Linked DNA regions of Mus musculus: region 2 is linked to region 1. The links are chromatin contacts, called in public Micro-C maps. All regions are on one chromosome and are shown on one strand. The core of a region is the stretch at or near the end of the contact, and the rest is flanking DNA. Distances in the headings are between cores, read along the strand shown.

Region 1 (5,023 bases), core at 674-3,173:
CAAAAATAAGAGGGTGGGAAAACTGATATTTCTGTGTGTGCCACAATATCCCCCCCTTCTCCTCTACGACAACAGTGTATTTGTAGTTCAGAATAACAACAGAAAGTCTTCCCCAAGTCATGGCCTGTGGGGCTGGCCTGCCTCATCAGCCATGTTAAGAATATAGTTAGCCATGTCATCTTCAGTGGGTGCATCTGACACCACCCATGATTCATTTGCTCCAGTCATCTGTAGGCGACAAATGGGGCAGTTCCTGTGTCGATCACTCCTGTCAGGGAAGTCCAAGCAAAACAAGTTTTTCCTTTTTTTCTTTTTCTAAAAAATCAGGTTTTTTGAAAAGTACATGGCTTTAAAAATGCAAACAACATAGAAATGTGCAATGAAAAATTAATCTTTCTCTTCACTCCAACCTTTAATTCTCTCTTCCAGGATCAACTGGTTGCCTACGTATTTCACCAGGAATGACTGAAGTTGTCAATGTGTGGGAAACGAGCAAGTGAGTACGTTCTCGCTGACCTTGTACCCACGTCTTAGAAACCACTGTGTACCAGTGTATGTAAGCGTAGTCTTTCTTTTCTCTTCTCGGTGGCTTGCCATCCTCCTGCTCCAGCCTGCTCAGGGCTGGGACTGTGGCATGCTCCCATACACCTGCTGCAGAGTATCTAACTCATCTCTGGTAGAAAGATACCTAGTTCCTTCACCTTGTTTGCTACCACCAGCTAAAATCTTCAGTTCTTACTTCTGCACCCAAATAAGTTTTCCTCAATAAGAATTCCTTATGTGTCCTAAGGGAAGCTCCCTCTCACCAGTGGGAGAGTTAGGGTAAAATGTGCAACGTTTAAACATTTATTTTTAATTTAAGTGGAAACCACTGCACATTTAGCAGAAAGGTATTACTAATTATTATTCTGAGTAATTAAGGTCATTTTTTAAAGGTAGGGTCTCTAAGCAGCCCATAGAACTTGCTATATAGACCAGGCTGGCTTTGAACTCACAGAGCTCTGTCTGACTCTGCCTCTTCAAGTGCTGGAATTAAAGGTGTGTGCCACCACATTCAACAAGAGAAAAGAATTTTGACACGTTATTAAAATCAAAAGTCTGATAAAATGTCCTTTGGTTCAAAACCAAGAAGATTTAAGGAAACTGTATAGGGATGGAACATCTGAGTTTAAGACTGGAAGTGACACAAATGCAGAGTAACTTCTGACACAGACACACACATGATTTCTTAAGAGATTTTGCAAGGGGATTTCTCTCATCAATACTATTTCGGAAGCTTAAACACCACGTTTGAGCTAGAAACACACTACAAAAGGAAAAGGCAATGCTGTTTTCTCGTCGCTCACTGAAATCTAGGGCTAAACAACCAGCGTATCAACTGTGCTTTGGCTTTTGTACAAAAACAAGAAACTTATTCCAAAAACTAGATGTGAAATTTAGAGTTGGCAGACATTATTTGGTTGATTTGGGGTTCCCCAGGGATGGTTTCCAAGATGGGCTTTTCTGTACATAAAACATCACAATTTGAAAGCAGTCAAATTCTGCTTCTGACCAACAGGAACCAGGTTTATCTTCCCACTAAAAACAACTAACACAGGACACAATGTCCAGAAGAGTGGTGTTAGGTGGGGCTGATATAAAGCACTGGACATCAGACATGGTGTGACTCCCAGGGGTGAGAAGCAAAGTGAGCCCGTGGGTGCAAGTCAGCTGTGAGTTTCCAGGACTCGGAAAAAGAAGTAGGGGACCTCGGAGGCCTGGCTGGCTGTTGAAGAAACTGCTGAGGCCAAGGTGGCTAGAGTTCAGAGGGCAGAACTCTGCACAGCACAGAGCAACAGAGAGAAGCGCCAAGAGACAGCAGGCCCTTCACTGAGCACTAGAGCCAGCCAGTGTGGGCAGATGCCAGGAGGCTGAAGCTCCGAGAGATGCATACAAAGGCCACAGAGGGCATCAGTGTGCTTCCAACTCTAGAGGCACGAAGTACAGCACCTTGAAGGAGTTTGTCTCATCAGTGGGAAATGAGTAACAGGAAACTAAACTTTGCTCTGGGTCTCCTAACAAACTGTAAAAGGACCCCCAAACAGTCCTTCTAAGTAAGAAAACCGTATTTTAAAACAAAGCTTGATTATTTACAGTATTAAAAAAATATTTACTACCTAGATAGGTAAAATTCCTATCTGGAAGGCAGATGAGCAGCAGAAAAACGCTGTAAGACAAGATGAAGAGGAAAGCAATAAGAGCAATGCAGAACTGACAAGACAGTAGAACTAGCAGACAAATGAAGTAAGCGCAGTCACTGTACTATCCACCGAACACAGGAACGGAGGCTAACACATGAGGTAAACACACCAAGACACTGGAGAGTGCAACCACAGAGCAACGGCTGAGACAGAGGACAAGTTCAGGGTCAATGCGTGGTAATAGAAGCCAAAGGAAAAAAGCAGACAGACAAGATTGGAGAAAACAATGGCTGAAATTTTTCCAATATCAACAGTACCATCGCCCTACTATATCAACAAACTCCAAGCACAAGAAACCTGGGTGGACTGTGACAAGGCATCTGTTACTCACACTGCCTAAAAGCAGCAGAAAGATAAAGACCTTACAACAACCCCGAGAGACAAGATAGCACACTGCCCCAGAGGAGAAGGATACGGAGACAGCGGCTCCTACAAAACAAGACGAAGTGGGGCTCAACACTGAAGCCTGGAGGGAAAAGCTTTTGGCCTAGAATTTTGTAATAGAAAAAGTATTTTTGGAAAATAATGTTCAGATGTTTAATAGAATCTTCAAGATGTTCAATAGAATCTTCAGAAGGCTACCAAAAAGTAAGTGGATTTCATAAGACTTCAGGATAAAGGTGGATATAAAACTATTTGTCTTCTTATGTACTAGCAACAAACAAAAACTATTTAGAACAGCACAAAACTGTGAAATATTCAAAACCACCTTCGCCCGAGATCTGCAACACTGAAAACCAGAAAACTGCCTGTAGAAATCAGAGGCTTAACATTAAGAAACCAACTGTCCCAAACCGATGTAGTCAATACGGAACCAATCAATGTCTCTGCAGGCTCCTTTGTGAAGCCTGATAACACTGATTCTAAACTCCCTATTAAAACATATGGATCAGTGCACATGACTCTAGACAGGGAGACTTGTAGGGCAGCAGGAACCAGGACAGGGTGAGACTAGAGTGAAACAGACTTAGGTCAGTGGACGGAAGAGTCAAGAACTGACGTGTACTTGAACAAGTGATTTCAAAAAAGGTTCAAAGGTTAGTAAAGGTGATATTTCAGCAAGTTATATATAGAACTGGAGTAGAGGCTTAAATGCGAAACTCTAAACTTGTAGAAGATATAACTCCTGTGCTCTTGGAGCAGGAAAAGATTGTACAGAAAGGGTCACTGCCAGAAACTGAACTTTAGCCTCACTGAAACAAAAACCTCTCCTTCAGAGACATTCTCCAGAGAAAGAAGACAGGCCATAGAAGGAGAGAACAAGTGTACAGTGAAATAATAAAATGGGCAGAGACTTGACTAGACTATCATTTAAGATGCACAGATGACAACTTGGCAGCCAGTAGTGGATGTAAGGGAGAGCCACAGAGACACTGCCCATGCCTGAGTACAAGGCTGGCTAGCATAGGCAAAGGCAGTGGACTCCTATGTGGTATTGGAGAGGGCACAAAAAAAAAAAGATGAGAAGGAGCCAAGCATGGTGGCACACATCTATAATCCCAAATTTGAGAGGCTGAGGCAGGAGGATTGTCACAAGATCCAGTTGAGACCTTCATGGTCTCTACACTGCTAGATCTTGTCTCAACAAACAAACAAACAAATAAACAAACAAATAATCAAACAAACAACCTTTTAAAAAAGTATGACTTCTTTTGGAAGTGAGCTGGCATTTTTTGAGAAACACCTGCTATATGACCTGGTCATCAGAGGTAGCCACCCAAGAAAAAGTCAAAATAGATGTCCATAAAACTACTTGTCCACAAACAGAGAAGCCTTTATCTGGCAATTATCTGCACTTAAGACATGGTTAAATCTCCAGCTGATCGCACTGATTGAAAGATGCTAGACAACAGAGAGAACACTCTGTGTGGTGCTGCTTTAAAGTCTAGCAAATCCAAAGTATTGTTGGCAAATGAAAGCAATTAATTGCTGCCTAAGAACCAGGCTTCAGGTGATTCTGGGACTGATGGGTTTGCTCTTCATGTTGTGACAGCTTTCATGAGTGTGCACATAAATTAAAGCATTTATATTTAGATACATGTAGCTTACTGAATGTCACTATAAAGTCTCCTAGATAGTCTATTATCTTGTAAGACTTTAAATAGCTGACCTAATATCCCTCCAGATTCCACAGTTGAGAATTTGGTTCCTTCACACACATATAGAGAATTATGGGGGCAAGGGGCATAAAAAACAAAAAACAAAAAAAAACCCCAAACAAACCCGATTCTAGATCCAAATCAGGCATCAAGACTCTTAAAGTCCATGTGTCAAAGCCCTGCTGCATCCCCACACTTCACTGAGCTAGGGGGCAGCACAGCAGAGGACTACTCAGAGGACTAGAGAGCAAAGCTCTCATGGTTGTGTTTCCAGTTGTTTAGTTACAGTCCCAGCTGACCTGTGCTATCTCCAAGGGCAGCGGATAACTTACCATTTATCAATGCACTTCTGACAGAAGCTGTGAGCACAGGGCAGGATGAGGTCAGCTCGCCCGTCCATGCAGATACAACACTCCTCCTCATCAGTCAGCTGCTTCACCCTGAGTGTGACGACAACGGAGCTGGACAATGGCAGTCTCTGTGCACTTGCTTCCTACTTTGTCTCACTGCCTTACAAAGCACCAGCAAACACCCACAGTATAAATCACACAATGACTAATGTGCAGAGCAAAGCCAGACCAAAATGACCATCTTTTGGGCATAGCAAATCTATTAGGGAAGAAACACTGATGTTAAGTTTCTAAAGACTATAAAAGATAAACCCTGTACAGGTTAAAGAAAACT
Region 2 (5,023 bases), core at 1,188-3,687, 360 kb after region 1:
TGGAGTTTCAGAGTTGCCACTAGTTTTTAATGTGAAAATCTTTGACAGCTAGTTTCCTCTGGTAGGAAATTACTTTATTAAATCAATGAACTTCAGAACTTGCTAGTGAACGTCTAGCTCCCATTTTCAACACTATCAGTAATGATAAAAAGAACACCAACTGCCTATCTAGTATGCAGGACTTGCAAAGCACTTCACATTGTGCTCAGGCCACTTCCTCAGACACCCCATAGGCCTATCTCTGTCCCTAGATGAGAAGATTGAGGTTCAGGGACTTTCCCAAGTTTTATTAATTTTATTTTAATAAGTAGATGCTGAGATATGAATTGGTTCAGTCTGACATCTAAGTCATGCTTTTTTTTTCCCCATTTGCCATTTAGTACAGGCTGACTTGTAACTCTCTATGTAGCCCAGGCTAGCCTCAAACTCAGGTACCTCCCTTCATAGCCTGTTACAGGTATGAGCCACCACGCCAGCTTTCTTATTGCATGTTTAGAAGTAACAGTGCTTTGTAGTTCTTCTGATTGTACCATTACAGGTACTGAGCTTAGAGGCAAAAAAATCCCGAAGGATTCTGAGAAAGCTTTATTGACAAGAGGGAACTTTATTTGGCTTCCTAAGAATGTGGGCTAAAAAATATCCGGAGATCACACCCAGGGGAAGAGGAGAGTCCTTTGAGGCAGGAGTATACCTCAAATGTTCTCAGAACACAAGTACCTGGGGAACAAGAACATTTGGGAGGGAGACTTGGGTGTGGGGACACCTGGTAAGGACACACGACACTCCATGAAAGCAAGTCCCTGGCTGTATCCTCTCAGTAAAGAAGGAAATGAACAGCATCTATAGGATATTAGCTTGTTTCTGCTACATAAATGGAGTCATTCAGACAGAAATTTCACTGAGGAAAACACAGCGGTTTTGATAGAGCAGCTGCAAGCCATCAGCTAATCTAACATTTGCTTGCTTACTAACAGAGCTGCCTCTGACACTGCCCAGGTAAGTGGTACTGTAGTGACTGGTAGAACTGGAAAGAGTCAGCAACTGAGCAGCTCTATAGGCTAGCTCTGTAGTGGCTAGCTTAGCTGGTAGCAATTGAGCAGCTCTGTAGGCTAGCTCTGTAGTGGCTAGCTTAGCTGGTAGCAATTGAGCAGTTCTGTAGGCTAGCTCTGCAGAGGTTAGCTTAGCTGGTAGAGTACTTGCCTAGTGCACACACACAAGACCCTGGGTTCAATAACCTAGTACCAGGGAAAAAAGCCAGGTTCCAGATCTAGCCTCTGTTATTCATGGAAAGAAAGCAAAAGTGATGTCTTATCACGAAACTGGAAATTCAGGCTAGGGATGTAGTTCAGCCTGTAGAGTGCTTGTGCAGTGTACACAGAGTCCTGGGACTGAGTCTCTTGTGCCACATAACCTAGGTGTGGTGGCTCATGACTGGAATCTCAGCACTCGAGAGACACAGGAAGGCCAATCAGAAATTCTAGGCCAGCCTGGGCTACATAGTGAGTTTCAGGCTAGTTTGGGCTACATGAGCCCTTTTAAAGGTTGATTGAATATTAGAATGAAATAGTGGGCTGACAGTATATATAAGCCCATCATCTGTCATGCTGGGATGCTGGGGAAAATTCTGAGTTAAATATTAACTGAACTACTTACTCAGAAATGTAGTTTTTTTTTTTAAAAAGAAAACCATTTATTTGTGTATTTATTTATTTGAGTATTTATATTTATTTGTGTATTTACATTTTGTACAACGGAGTATTTTTCCCTGCTTGTTTGCATGTGTATATGCCTGGTACTTGACAAAGCCAGAAGAGGGTGCCAGATGTGGGCACTGAGAACTGAACCTGGGTCCTCCAAAAGAGCAGCAATTGCTCTAGACTGCTTAGCCATCTCTCCAGTGTTGATCCCCATCCTTGGCCCCCCCAAACCAAACCTGGTTTTACTATGTAGTTGTGGTGGGACTAGAACTCAGAGAAATCCTCCTGTCTCTCTCTCCCTAGTGTTGGAATTAAAGGCACATGTTACCATGCCAGACAAATGACCCATTTCTGTGAATCCCTCTATTTTATCTACCACTTTACAGCTTAGTGTTTCTTTCCCACCAGCTCCTGGAAGACAGAGATTACATGTCTGGCACACAGAGTAATCGCATTTAAGATTCAAGGGAAATAAAAATGGGAGTAAACTCTGATAAGGTACGGGTGCTGGGCCTCTTCTGGAACCCACCCCCAGGGCTCACAGAGAGCATCCTGTGTTGTGTTCATTCCTGATAGCGTCAAGATGGAGGCGAGGGGCCCAGAGAGCTTGGGGACATGTCCCCTAGGGAGGGGAGGGCTCTGATGCTGGTAGTAGGAGGCCTGGAGGCTGTAATGAGGCCTCTAGAGGTCCAAGGAAAGGGCCCCAAGGTCTGCTGGGTCTGACGCAAGCTCCCAAGAGCAGGGCAGTCAGCTGACCTCCTTTGGAGAGAGGCCAAGGCTGGCTGCACGGAAGAGAGAGTGGGAGGTCTGGGAAGGCAGAGAGGGGAAAAACTAGAGAGGCCAGGGGTAGAATGGAGGGAGGAGGTGAGAGAGAAAGGGAGAGGGGACCTGGGCAGAGGGCTGGGGAGGAGGGGACAAGTAGGAAGAAGAATGGGAAGGGAGTGAAGAGAAGAATCAAGAGCAGGACCAGAGGCACTGAGGGAGCAGGCAGAGATGTGAGGAGAGGCTTGGCCCAGTCCCAGAAAAGAGATGGCTCCAGAGGCCTGGCAACTCCTTCAGCTAATACCACATGGAGGGGCCAGGAGTGGGGTGGGGAGGGTGTTCTCTGTTGCATGGTGAGCATCAGGGTAGGGGCTTCAGGGCTTGACCACTAGGTGGCTGGATTTGAGGAAGGGGATATAGGCCTTGGTGAAGGAGAGGCAGGAGACACGGGGGTTGGGGGTGGGGTGGGGGGAATCGAGAGCAGAGCCAGAGGAGAGGGTGCTTGTGGCTGGGTTCTAGCTGAGAACAGATGGAAAGAGGCATATTTGCTTGCCTTCTTTATTCATATGCTTACTGAGAGGCTACAATATTTTGTACCCTGAGCTAGCCCTCCAGGGCCCCGGCATTAGCACTGTGTCTGTCTCCTGCTCTGAGCAGACCTGCTGATAGAAAGACTTCCCAGCAGCATAGGGCTTAGCTGTGTCTTCTTCACTGCCCGTGTCTTGGTTTGCTTGTCTGTAACATCAAGTTTAGTAGGAAAACCCTTCGGTAGGTCTTATTTAGAGGGTTAATGAAGTGGTTTGTAGAAAGCTAATTGCTCACTGGTATGGAGGGACCATCCTGAAAGGGTTTTCCTTGCAACGTCTGAGCAACTGGGTTGTGAAGGAGGAGGAGGTGTTTGCAGAGCAGGAGCTGAACCTTCTGGGCTGAGGAGGTGGAAACGGCAAGGAGGAGTTTAGGGGAGACTGTTGGGGTGATTGTGGCAGAGGCTGGTTTTGTGTAAGCTTGGGACTGTGGGCAAAGCTCACTAAACACTCAGCTTCTGGGGTTTCCTTAGACCTGCTTGGGCCTCTGCACAAAGCCCAAGTGATAGATAAGGAGGAGACGGTGTGTGTGTGTGTGTGTGTGTGTGTGTGTGTGTGTGTGTGCTTTGTTTAACTCCTCAGAGATTTCTGATGAAGTTGTTCCCACTTGATCCATAGACTTGTCCTAGTTTAGGCCTTCTGGTGGTCAGCTGGATGGATGGCAATAAACAGCTTTATCAGTGTGCAGCCTTTAATTTGACCCTTCTATATCACCTTGGCCAAAGGACACTCCCTCTGGGACACCTTCCCTGATGGCACAGGTCTGTCCCTACTGTAGCTGACCATTGCACTATTCTTACACTGAGAAAACCTGGAAAGCCGTCACAGTTGGTGGCTCACGAGCCTTATTTCTCCCTGTGCCTACTCCTTATACAAAAAGACATGGACTGGAGAGCAGGGGGAGGGAGCGATTTTAATTCACAGTGTGGCCAACACAGGGTCATCGAAAAGGCTTCTGCACCAAGTGCCGCCCGACTCTCCGGAGGGTGACTCTGGGAGAACCCTCATGTGGGTCTGGCTTTTTCTTCCCTGTTTTATTTTGCTCCTTAGGGTCCACTCAGAGTCAGGTGATTCCTAAAGAAACTTTCTGGGCAGAGTTACCTCAGTCAGATCCCTCATGATGCTCCAGTGTGTATGAGAATTTGTATGTGTATACATGTATGTAGATATGTGGATGTATGTGTGTATAAATGTGTGTATTCATGTATGTGTAAACAATGTATGTGTAGTACATATGTACGTGCATGTGTTTGCATGTGTATGTGTGTGAGATGTCTTGGTTAACTTGATTCTCAGTGCCTTGGTTTTGAGGAGGCAGTGAGGAAGCTGGTCTCTCCTGTAGCTGGGAGGAGCGATAGGCACAAATAGCTCATGGTTCTGGCAAGAAGAGGCAAAAGGGCCTGCTTGAAATCTTACTTGTACTGTAAGCTTCTAGACCTACCTGTCTGACCTGCCTTATTTGATTTTTTCAGCTTTCAGCCAGCTCGTAGGCGTGTGTGGCTCCAGGGATCCCTTCCTGTCCAGGAATCCTGTCCTGAAGGGGTGCCTGTGTCAGGGCTGTGGTCAGGCGCTGTGCTAGGCACATTTCCTCAGACACTGTCTCCTTCAGCTCTTAGCAACCTTGGAAATAGTTTCACCGCCTCCATCCACTAGACAGAAATGGAGAATGGGATTCAGGGAAGTTCAGACCCCACAGTCCATGAGCAGCACGGCCATGGCTTAACCTGTCTGTACCACTTGGTGATGGTGCTCTAAGTCACCACGCCGCTCCAGTGGTTCAATGCCCCACTTGCCACTTGAGAACACTAGAATTTACCAAGCACTGACCAGCTCTGGGGAGAGTGGTGGTGAAAGCCTTGACTGAGGGTGGAACATGCTGAGGGTCAGATGCCACCGGAAAGGAAGGCACATTCCATGTGTGTGGTTGCAATCGTCAGCGAACATTGAAGGAAAGGATTAGAAATAAAAATGGTGGTGTTA

The links. A called contact is a pair of places that touch in the nucleus more often than the background predicts.
Region 2: a contact with region 1 is called in a Micro-C map of the G1E-ER4 cell line, with 4 times the contacts expected there. The contact joins two enhancer-like sites. A contact is called at or near these places in 2 of 484 Hi-C or Micro-C datasets (the G1E-ER4 cell line and the HL-1 cell line).

The regions. Positions count from the first base shown.
Region 1 is chr7:110,816,583-110,821,605 of GRCm38.p6, forward strand. It overlaps Rnf141 (ring finger protein 141), which reads right to left. Exons shown (of 6, transcript NM_025999.3): 5 at 4,672-4,779; 6 at 1-268. The coding sequence ends at 118. Among named protein-coding and RNA genes, the nearest start is that of Rnf141, 25 kb to the right of the region's middle. Within about 2 kb of position 1,924, at least 41 of the 459 cell types and tissues checked have an H3K27ac peak or open chromatin away from gene starts, as enhancers often do. A contact at or near this core is called in the G1E-ER4 cell line, where this site is marked.
Region 2 is chr7:111,177,349-111,182,371 of GRCm38.p6, forward strand. No RefSeq gene overlaps it. Among named protein-coding and RNA genes, the nearest start is that of Gm33098, 31 kb to the right of the region's middle. Within about 2 kb of position 2,438, at least 101 of the 459 cell types and tissues checked have an H3K27ac peak or open chromatin away from gene starts, as enhancers often do. A contact at or near this core is called in the G1E-ER4 cell line, where this site is marked.